4 separate regions of the Mus musculus genome follow, and all the other regions are linked to region 3. The links are chromatin contacts, called in public capture Hi-C and targeted proximity ligation maps. All regions are on one chromosome and are shown on one strand. The core of a region is the stretch at or near the end of the contact, and the rest is flanking DNA. Distances in the headings are between cores, read along the strand shown. Region 1 holds the start of Lipn (lipase, family member N). Region 2 holds the start of Stambpl1 (STAM binding protein like 1). Region 3 holds the start of Atad1 (ATPase family, AAA domain containing 1). Region 4 holds the start of Ankrd22 (ankyrin repeat domain 22).

The links. Capture Hi-C pulls out chosen DNA fragments and counts their contacts.
Region 1: a capture Hi-C map of macrophages shows a contact between it and region 3, with 5 times the contacts expected there. A contact is called at or near these places in 2 of 39 promoter capture datasets (the 3T3-L1 cell line and hippocampal neurons), 1 of 130 datasets of targeted methods (large pre-B cells) and 1 of 9 other capture datasets (macrophages).
Region 2: a contact with region 3 is called in a targeted proximity ligation map of astrocytes, with 4 times the contacts expected there. A contact is called at or near these places in 4 of 39 promoter capture datasets (the 3T3-L1 cell line, cranial neural crest, hippocampal neurons and 1 more), 1 of 484 Hi-C or Micro-C datasets (B cells), 8 of 130 datasets of targeted methods (the 230-238 cell line, astrocytes, embryonic stem cells and 4 more) and 2 of 9 other capture datasets (adipose tissue and liver).
Region 4: a contact with region 3 is called in a targeted proximity ligation map of the 230-238 cell line, with 9 times the contacts expected there. A contact is called at or near these places in 9 of 39 promoter capture datasets (the 3T3-L1 cell line, 3T3-L1-derived adipocytes, the C10 cell line and 4 more) and 3 of 130 datasets of targeted methods (the 230-238 cell line, large pre-B cells and pro-B cells).

What each region holds. Positions count from the first base shown.
Region 1 is chr19:34,065,940-34,068,639 of GRCm38.p6, forward strand. It overlaps Lipn (lipase, family member N), which reads left to right and starts at 1,419. Exons shown (of 10, transcript NM_027340.2): 1 at 1,419-1,646; 2 at 2,688-2,700. The coding sequence starts at 2,690.
Region 2 is chr19:34,190,814-34,193,513 of GRCm38.p6, forward strand. It overlaps Stambpl1 (STAM binding protein like 1), which reads left to right and starts at 1,416. Exons shown (of 11, transcript NM_029682.5): 1 at 1,416-1,818.
Region 3 is chr19:32,710,929-32,713,628 of GRCm38.p6, forward strand. It overlaps Atad1 (ATPase family, AAA domain containing 1), which reads right to left and starts at 1,370. Exons shown (of 10, transcript NM_026487.3): 1 at 1,338-1,370.
Region 4 is chr19:34,164,615-34,167,314 of GRCm38.p6, forward strand. It overlaps Ankrd22 (ankyrin repeat domain 22), which reads right to left and starts at 1,427. Exons shown (of 6, transcript NM_024204.6): 1 at 1,141-1,427. The coding sequence starts at 1,161.

The sequences.
Region 1 (2,700 bases), core at 169-2,668, 1.4 Mb after region 3:
GTTCATTTTAATCAAGATCAATATGATGATTGAATTATCTAACTATATTTAGTATTATACAATACTCCTTATTCTATTAATAATTATAGAAAATATCATAAACACTGCTACATGATATATATAATTGATTATACATCGAATACTTATTAAAATATCAAGCTTATATAAGTATGATAAGCTATTACCAAAAAAGATCATACACATTCATTTGGCATAATATTGTTTCTCTAAAAGCAAAATGACAAGAGGAATTCCTCAGATTACTAATAATATAAGCCAAAGTGGAAAACATTTTGGAGACCAGTTCAAACTTTTATGGATTTTTTTTTTTTTGCCAAGTTCTAGGAAGGTTAATGTTGTTGTTATTAGTGTTGCTTTGTTGTTCAAAGTCATATCAACAAATCAACAGTAAAACAACAGCATTGTGTTCTAGAACTTTCCAAAGAGCCCATAAAAATTTGTCAGAAGTATTGGTTAATAGTCCAAAGCTATGAGCCATTTCAAACATGTGCACCTTCCTCTACCATCACACTGTCAATCAGAACAGAACATGTTCGAATCTTTCAACAAAGCCTAAATGAGTGTGGTGTAATGAGTAAGTCCTTCTTGTTCCAACAAGCTGAGACTCACCTTATATTGCACATTTGTGTCACTGGCATGAAATTTCCTACTCAACTGAAATCGATCCTAGGATTTGGACAAATATAGATAATAGTTCCGTTTCTGAAAGGATTTCAGGAGTAAAAAATCAGAAATGCCTGTGCAGCTTTGCTTCTGTAGATTTACCAAAAGAACAGAAGGATGCAACACATATACCTCCCTTGTGTGCCGCCCATGTGGAATTTAGAGCTAAAGTGTCCTCAGCCTTTTAGGCATGCATCTCTACCTTCTTTAAGGATGAAGTTAAATGGTTTCTAGATCCACAGTCAAACTGATTGCTGCCAGAGTTTACTCTAGGTCAAAGTCCTTTGACAAGTGGGTGAATTTGCTCTACCACACTCCCCCTGCTCCAATGTCAAGAATTGGATTGCAGCTCAACTGACTCACAGTCACGTGCTTCCCTGCACACTACTTAGCCAACACCAGTATTTTAATATACTGTTTCTGTGGGTTCTCATTGTGGTGCTGTAGGTTAAGAAAAGGAGATGCTGTTATCTCTGATTTTTGTCTAATACGATTCTGAACACAGTCTGCTTCCCCATTTGAAGCACTCCTATGAAAATGTTGCTGATTCCTCCCATCAATGACAGACAGGAGCTGCAAACATCAGTGAGTCAGCCAAAATGATTACTTGGCATCATGTCGACCACTATTTCCCAACCTACAAGTGTATCATGCATTTGGTGCGCTAGGGAGCCGCCTTGGGCGTGTCATTTTCCAAGGTTTCCTCATTTCCACCAGCTTCCTGTTTGTCACTTCTCTAGCTTCTAACTGTCACTGCAGCCAAGGCTTCAGCCAAAGCTTCAGACTGATGTCAAAAGCAAAAGTTCGGAAGTCCTCTGGGCAGGTGACGCTCACCTAACGAGGTAAGAATGGAGATTCATCCCAACCAGGAGACAGATAAGAGTGGACATCAGGTGCAGTGGGGCTGTCTGCATGCCCTTCCTAGACCTGTTACCTGTTGGCTCTGTGACCTTGGGCAGATCGTAAGTGTCTTGAAGCCATTGTTTTGTTACTTGTCAGTGAGGATGCTATTAATAACAAATGTATGGAGCTCTTCCATATTTAAGTAATGTAACTTAGACATTGAAGGCTACGTTTTAGATGTTTTCAATAGATACTATTATTAGTTCCAGTTTTTAAATTATATATAACATCCACAGATAGTATTTTAGAGCAGATGTAGCATGTATTCAAACCTATATGCATAAATAGAAAAGTGTGCTTTTAAAATTTAGACATTAATTGGATATAGAGTAATGGATTTCTGGTATCAGCATCTTATTCCAACAGTAAGAAAAGTAATAACCTATGCAGGGAATTTACACTGTAGTGTGTTATGTCTTCTGGGCCCCTTCATCCTCAAGGTCACACTACAAGAAAAGTCAAGATGTTGATATCTTACTGCTACTAACAAAGAACTAACACACCAAGCGATTAGCATCCTTACCCACAGTCAGGAAGCAGCGTGTTTGTGGAGAGGTGGAAATGTACAGGCTGGCTGATGTTAGCAGCAGCCAGCAGATGAGTTTGATTGCTCAGATGATGGTGACCTGTCTTTGAAGTTGTAATCTTTGAAACCATGGCAGTGGAGTATGGCTGCATGTGAAAATGTGCAAGGCAGGACTTTGGGAAGTATGCATGGGGAAGTGTCACATCCCTGGACACTGAGGCCAGTGTGATGACTTGGTGGAAACTCCATTTGTTCATTGTCTCTGCTTGCTCTCTGAGCTGAAAGTCAGGGATACAGACTGTTGCACTATTTAATTTGTCAAGATGACTAAACTTGTCCTCTAAACTAACAGCTGAACAAAGACAAGGTCATCAAAAAAACTTAAGCAAAATATACCTTGAAAGAGCCACACTCACTGCGTTGGATGAATAAGACTCCAAGTAACTTCCCCTGTATTTGGTTCTTCTATAAAGCAACCAACCTTCCCTGCCATCACTCCCCATTTCTGTTTTAACTCTAGTCATCAACATAGATGCATAAGATTAACCCTCAAACATTGAATATTTTATGCCAGGCATGCCTATGAT
Region 2 (2,700 bases), core at 166-2,665, 1.5 Mb after region 3:
GGAGGGGTGGCACCAAGGGTGAATTAAACAGCTCAGAAAGTGGCAGAGTCTGGGTTGCAAGTTTGGTTTCCAAAGGAAAAACCAACCAAGACAGCCAGTGTGTCTCACCCCACTGTAGTGTTTTCTTCCACTTGGAGCTGGGTTCCCACCGAAGCTGGAAACCCCCAGCTCATCAACAGTGACAGTGTTCTTAAAATGTTGGCGAGTTGGTACTGCTCCCTCGAAGAAGCAGCTTTTGAGGTCTTCTTACTTAAGAGTTTCAATCACTGTGACAAAGCAGCAAGACAAAAATCAACTTAGGGAGGAAAGGGCTTATTTCACTACCACAGTGCAGTCCATTCTTGAAGGATGTCAAGGCAGAAACTCAAGCAGGATTAGAATCTGGAAGCAGGGCCTGATGTAGAAGCCATCGCGGGGAGTTGGGGGAGAAAGAGAAACCCCCCCTGGCCCCCTAGAGTGCTGCTTACTGACTTGCTCCCCTTGGCTTGCTCGGCTTTCTTACAGCACCTAGGATCACCTGTCGAGGAGTGGCACCACCCACAATGTGCTGGTACCCTCCCACACTAATTACTAATTAAGAAGACGCCCTACAGGCTTGCCTAAGGCCCCCCATATTGTGAAGGCATTTTCTCAAATCAGGTTCTCTCTTCTCAGATGGCTCTATCTTGTGTCAAGTTTCTATAAAACTTGCTAGCACGGATGTCAAATCAGAATGGATTCTTCCAGCTCCCTTCATCCTTTCTCCCCTTCCTCCACACTCTCCACGCTAACAGCATGCCTTCCACTACTACGCAGCTGATTTAAAACTCGCAGATAAATAATTTTACTTGTCTCTGTCTTACTCATGGAAAACATATAAGATGCAGCTTTTGTATACGGGACTGTAGTGAATATGAATCGTTGCGTGCACTGTGTCTGGCTCAGGTCTATGGCCATATTAAAGACACTGCATTATAATGGTGACACTATAGTAATGGTAAGGAGCTAACCGTTTGTATTTTCCTAGTTCAAGAAGGTGGGGAGAGGGGGAGTGTTTCACGGCGGCAGCGCTTAGTCACGGTTAAATCTCAAAATGGGATTCCTACATAAGCTGTAATCCTATAGCTAAACCATTACATTGGCAAATTCAGCTTCATGACAGCTTGCGTGCTCTGCAGTTTTTGGAGTCGCCCAGCCATTTTCCCAGCTTCTAGGCCAAGTTGATAATTCACTGGGCTGTCCAGGTGGTCCAACCTAGGGCAACGAGTATGCAGGTAGACCGGGGGTTAAATCACAAGCAGCCATTTCCATCTGGCCATAGGCCCTCCGCAGGGACCCGCCACCCCAGAGGTTTTTTTGCAGCACGTGGGAAGCTGTGGCTACAGAGGGGGCGGAGGCAGAGGCGGAGGCCGCACCCAGGGGCCGGGGAAGGGGGAGGGGGCGGACCATCGCTGTGACAATTTCATTCCCTACGTTGCTGCGGCAGAGATTCAGAGGCCATTGGCCTGTGCGTTGTTTTGCAAGGGAGCTGGGGCTGTCCCGCCAGACAGAAGAGAGAGTCCAAGCCACGGAAGGCATCAGAGCTCGACCGACCAAGAGCAAAGAGAACCCAGAGGCCCGGACTAGACCAGCCTGGGAGCGACTCACAGCCTGGTGCCACCGTCACCAAGCGCCGGTGCCTTGCGGAGCAGCCGCTGCCGCCCGGGCTGCAGAGGCCACACGGATGCCCGAGCCACGCGGCCCGCGCAGGGACAGTCGTCGCAGTCGTCATCCCACACAAGCTCCGGACGCGCACGACTGCTGGTGAGTGGCCCCACACGTGTGCCCGCTGGCCCCGAGGTGAGTGGTGATGACGAGTGGCTTCCTGTCGCCCTGCGGTCCCCGCCCCCACGCGCCCCTATCCCGCTCTAGGGTTAGCTTCTTCTCGCCCAGGAAGGCGGAGGCTGTGGTTCCTGGTCTCTTGGCCCTGGGGCGGTGACCTGGACCCGGCTGCGCGTGCTTTTCTGGTTCATACTTGGAATGCATCCTTGCAGATGATGTCAGGATTCCAAGAGCCCACCTCACTGGTTTTGCGTGGGGCTCCACGTCGGCTGCGCGGGATGTCAAGGAGGGAGGGGCGAGAAACTGGTAAAAGCACCTTCATACTAGAGGGTAAGGGGAGGAAAGGACTTTCTAGATGTTGCATTGATGCCCTTTAGCCTCGTGAGACATATTCTCTTACTGGAATAACTTGATTGCTCGCTGGAAGCCTCAAGGGAAATGCGCAAAAAGATGCAATGCTATTAAAACATAATTTTCCAGAACTCGTCGAAATAACTGCTGACAGTCTAGAGTCCGAAGTGCTGTGGTTAATTGAAATGTAAAAGAAAAAGAAAAAAAAAATGAAGGAGTAATTCAAGAAACAGAATCTAATTTAGAGGATTGGGGAAAAAAAAATCTCTAGGTTGTGTGAGGGGGAGGGGCCTGTCTGTCTTCCCGAAACGAGTGTTTGGTCACTAGTAAGCCCTAGTGAGCACGCTGCTTTCCAGACATCCTGCTAGCCACGAAAATTAAACGAAGTCTTGAGTTTCAAAAGTGTCTCCAGAAATAAGGTTAATCTGAGCTTCTGTCAAGGTCAATACCGACTCCTGAGAGCAGACAAAAATTAACACTTGAATGTTTGACTTCCGGTTTCAATTTGTAAGTAGTACTTGTTTCCAGACCCGTTTCCATGGGCAGTTT
Region 3 (2,700 bases), core at 120-2,619:
TAAAAAAAAAAAACACCACCAACAGACAAATCTCTTGCTTACATATCTTCCCATTCCAATATTAACATTGACTCTAGGCAGATTTAAGACTACTCTGGGTCTAGGCAGAGGTTGATGGTGGTAGCAGCAGCTAAATTTGAGTGAAGAGGTAGCCCACAGAATGGGAGGATATCTTTGTCAACTGACTGACTGAGGATTAATATCCAGAATATATAAAGAACTCCAAAAACTGTGGCTGACACCTTTAATCTTGGCACCTGGGACGTAGAGGCAAGCAGATCTCCAAATTGGAGACCAGCCTGGTCTTCAGAGTTCCAGGACAGCCAGGGCTACGCAGAGAAGACTTATCTCAAAAAACAAAAAAACAAAACCAAAAACAAAACAAAAAAAAAAAAGACCACTGCTCATCATATCCAAAAGTGACTTCGAAATCCTGAAATGAAACGGAAACGTTCTGCTGTGTGGACAGTGAATGGAAATATTTTATACAGTCTCCACAGATGAGGTACATACCCATCTATCATTCATAAAGCACTGATATATCTGCAAATTGGCTGCAAATGTGGAGAATGTATTTCAATTTTGCATAGACGCTAATTTTAACAAAATATACACATTGCTGTATATCACTAAGAAACACCACTAGACCGGTGTTAATTCAGAATTATCTTTAAACGCATATCATTTTAAATCTTTTCCTGTTTAGCTCTGGTTTCAGTGTGGATACCCTATCTCTGAGCAACTACTAACGTTTTTACTGCAGTATTCCCTAAGTCACTGCAGTGTGCTCCAAATGGTCTCTCAACTCAAAGTCCCAGCAATTCTGTGCCTATCAAGGCCCTACAGTCGCAGACTGTGACAATGAATTCCTGCCAGGCTTCGCGGAGAGGGCAGGTCATTATTAACATCAGCATGTTCTGGGAAAGCATGGCCAGCACTGAAGAAACACCTCCGCCTTTGCACAAAGAGGGAGGAGGAGAGGGGCCGGCACGAGCGGACCGGCTCCTTCCAGCCGCCTTCTTACAAGCCTAGCCCTGAGGTCGCCCTGAGCGCCCCCGATCCTCCAATGACCAGGCCGCCTACAAGAGATGTCCTTGCGGGCAGCCGGAGTCTCCCGCCAGCGCTGAGACCTGAGGGCTCGCGCCCGGCCGGGCGCCAAGGCGAGGCCCCGGACGCCCTTGGAGGTTAATCCGCTGGATCCGGGGCGGCGCTCAAGTGTGACCGACGCGGAGGCAGGTGACTACCGGGCTGGTCTCCCCAGGTGAGCGCCAGGCCCTGGGGGACCGGGAGGGATGGGGGACGCACCTGGCCCGGCCCCGCGGGAACCCGCTACTCACCCAGAGGCAGGACCAGAGACGATGGGAGAGCCGTAGCCCGGCCTCGCACAGGAAAGAAACGCGGCCGGGGAGAGAACGCTTCCGGGGGCTGGAGCCCCGCCCCCCACCGCACGGAGCATGCGCGATCCCTGCCGAGCCGGTGGCGTGCCAGCCAAGGCATGGCGACGCAGTGCGGGGCGAGCTACTTTCCCCAACCTACACCTTAGTACCCGCTGGGCCGATAACATTCAGAAAGGTAGATAGGATGAACAGGGTGCTCCCCAAAGGGCTCTGAGTTCAACTTGAGAGACTCAGAAACTGAATTGGGAAAGACGCTTGACACATGAAATCCCTTGCTACTCTGGAGCTGTACGCAACCCTGACAGAGGAGCCTTTTACAGAAGGCAAAGAAATGCTTCCCTGGTTTGATAAACTTCCACCACCACCACCACCCCCCATCCCCGCAGCAAGTCCTCATGATGCTGCTCAGACGCGCATGGCCTCACCATCTGCCTTTCGGTTTCTAGGGTGAGCTCACCCTCCTCCCCCATCTCTGTACTGATGACACCTGGAGGCGGCGCCTGAGAATCCACTGAACGCTTGAGCAGCCAGGCAGACCAGGGAGGTCTGGCAGTTGGGTCAGAATAGGGCATCTGGTGACAGGTTTTGCATATTGATGACTTTTTTTTTTAACCCCTTCCTCTTGCGAAGTGAGGGACGTGACACCAAGATTCCAAGGAACCGTATCTGAAAGCCAGCCCCTTCTGAATGTATATACACTACTAAGGAACAAGAATAAGTAGACACACTGCCCATAAACAAAAGGAGCATCATCACTTCAAATAAAGGCAGTGGGACTATGAAGGAATAAGACAGACTTCTTAAGACCTTTTTATATTCCTGGAGGAGGCAGTTTGTTTCGCTCTGTTTTCAGGATTATCTTTTAAGGCTAAAGAATTCTACAGCCAAGCTGGGATTGGTGTCACATGCCTGTTTTCCTAGCATTTGGGGTGGCTATGCAAGGAGGATTGCTTTATACCCTGGACCACATAAGTAACACACTGCTTCCTCCCTCTGCTGACAGTTATATTAGTAAATGATGTTGTTAATAGCTGTGGAGAGACACAGCCCAGAAGTGCTGCCAGAGCCTGGAAAGTTCCTTGTTAAAGGACTTTACTGGAGTTCGATAGAAGAACACAATAGATGGAATGAATCAATATTAAAAAGAGTTTGGTTTTTTTGTTTTAATTTTAGACTGGTTTACCCAGCACAGTCTTGAATGGTCCAACAATGGCTGTCCTGGTAGCTTCGCAGTGCTGGAGGTAACATGCCTCAGCAGTCCAACAAGACCACAAGGCTTTAAGGATTCCTGGAGAGCCACGAC
Region 4 (2,700 bases), core at 177-2,676, 1.5 Mb after region 3:
TTCACATTATATCTTTTAACATCCTCATATGTACGTGACTTCTTGGTGAGATCAAAATCACAGAGCAAGATATTCCCAGGACGGTGAAATAAGCAGACAATGCCTTTAGTAAAGGCACTCACACACTTAAGTGCACACAGTCGCAAATTCATGCTTGCACATGTTCATTGGAAGCAGGCACCAAACAACCACCTTTCATGCTAGCAGATCCAAATCAATGAGGCTCCCTTGAGCTTAGAGAATGGAATGCTGATTAGCAAGTTAATTATGTCAGACAAGGAGTAAGTTATGAATAATAATAATGATAATAATAATAATGAGAGGAGAAGAAGAAGAAGAAGAAGAAGAAGGAGAAGGAGAAGGAGAAGGAGAAGGAGAAGGAGAAGGAGAAGGAGAAGGAGAAGAAGGAGAAGAAGAAGAAGAAGAAGAAGAAGAAGAAGAAGAAGAAGAAGAAGAAGAAGAAGAAGAACCACTACCACAACAACATTACTGTGCCTCTGATACTCTTATTCAAACATCACCCTTTGAAACATTGAAAATGTATTTGATTGTAGTAAGCTATGTTCAATGTAGAAAAATGTCCTGACAGCTATCAAGAGGAAATAGTCCAGATATCAAAGCGGTACTTCCTGTCATTGTGTCTATACGGTGATAACCTATATTAATAATTGCCAAAGGTGAACTTCCTTCCACATAATAAGCTTCAAGGTGTTGTTGTAGTCATGGGTTCCATGAAAAGCTTGCCAATCATTTGGCTTTTTAGAAAATCCAATTAGGTATGAGTTTCTCTTGCCCTCGTGTATTTCACTGAGACACAATATAGCTACAGCCCCGTTTTTCGGTATCACCTCTGCAATTAGGATGTCAGAAAATATGTATCCCATCACTCTCAACTTGAGTCTAGCTAAAACTTATTATTTCAGTCTAACTTGTGTTAAGATACCAAAACAAACAAAGCAAAACAAAAAATAAACCCTAAATATCTTAGGATCACAAGAGATCTTTCCTGACTTAATACTCACAAGGAACACTAAATAGAATTGAAAATAAGTCATGATAACAGGGATAGACAATTAATCGTGGAAAAACAAAAGAAATTTTTAGCCCCTTCGGACTCCTATGTTCAGAATTATGACTTACCTCAGAATATAGGATTCCCATCCCGGTCCTTCCTGGATTCGCACCCTCTCTACAATGCAGTAGTGAATCTTCTAGAGGCGTTTCTAATTAATATTAAATTTCTTCCAGGAAAATAAGGTCCCTGGAAGTCCAAGCTGGTGGCGAGCCCTCTCTTTCCACACCTGGGAATGCCTTTTCAGCAGTCTGTGACAGCAACACACCTTGTAGAGAGACAGGCTATGAAGAGAAGGCATTGGCTTACAGGTAATGATCCCAGCTGTATCACTGTTACAGCCAGGGGAACCGGTTTCTGAGTCATGTACCTCTGCCAGTGGAGGCGGCAGTAAAAAAGGAAGCACAGGTGGGGTGCTGGGAGGAGGAACTTCTTAGGCCAGCAGGAAGAGTTCAAAACAGGACTCTGTACTTACGCAATTTCTGAATTGAAATCCAGCATTCAGTGGCCATCATAGTCAGCCAACTCATTAGTGAGAGTCACGGGATCTAGTTAGGTAAATAATCCTTAAAGTCATGGCTAGCAAGTTACACCTTTCCCCCAGACACTTAAAGGGCCCTGTAAGTTAATAAATTAAACTTAACTTAATAGTTTTTTTAATTATTTTAATTGATGTGTGGTAATTATACACATGTATTCAGTATTATATGATAATTCAAAAAGTATTATATATAATGGTCAAGTGAGAGTAATTAGCATTTCTATATGTTTTAATGTCATTCTTCTGAGAACCTTCAAAGTCCTCTCTCATACTTTTTTTATAAGTAAAAAAGATGCAAAGTAGATCACTCTGAGGTGCTGTGGAGCACCAGGCCTGACTCCTGCTATATCTGTTGTGGTACCTGTGACTCAGCCTCCTCCGCTGCCACTAGCACCTTCTGTGCCTGCAGTCATCGCTACTATAATCTCTTATCGTGGTGCTGTAGGGAACAGCTGAAACCCTGCTCAAAGTTCTTTTGTGTTGTGTGACACTTGTTTTATTCAGACCGTGCCTTGCCCTGACAGATTTCAGTTTACAAGCAACATTTGACTCCATTGTGAGAATGGCGGATGACTGTTCATCTTGCTGGACACAGGAGCAACAGCAGCTGTCTGACATGACCTGAGAGGCCCTAACTGAAAAGTAGTTTACTCCTTAAAGGAGGAAAGGCACATTGGTCGCTGTGAACTGGGATCGCAGAAACACATGGGCATATTATGATCATGATCGGAGGAGTAGGTTGGGGACTTAGCAGACACTCCAAACTGAGGAATGGATGCTACACTCTCACCTGGATGGATGGTGATGCCTCAAAGAGCATCCATCTGACCTCCTGCCCTGTTTATGAAGAGACCAATGGAAACAGAACTCTTGATTGTCCCCAGGACATCACCTTAGCTCACTCCTTATTATTGATGCAGACAACAGCAAATTTCTATCCACTCATCTCCCTATCATTAGTGTGGGCCTACTCCTACCTTTTGCTCTCCCGACTCTGTGGCCTAGGTCCCATGTCTCATCTCTGAAGCTCTACTCCAACCCTATAGCCTATATCTACCACCACCACAGGGTCTTCCTGTATAGACTA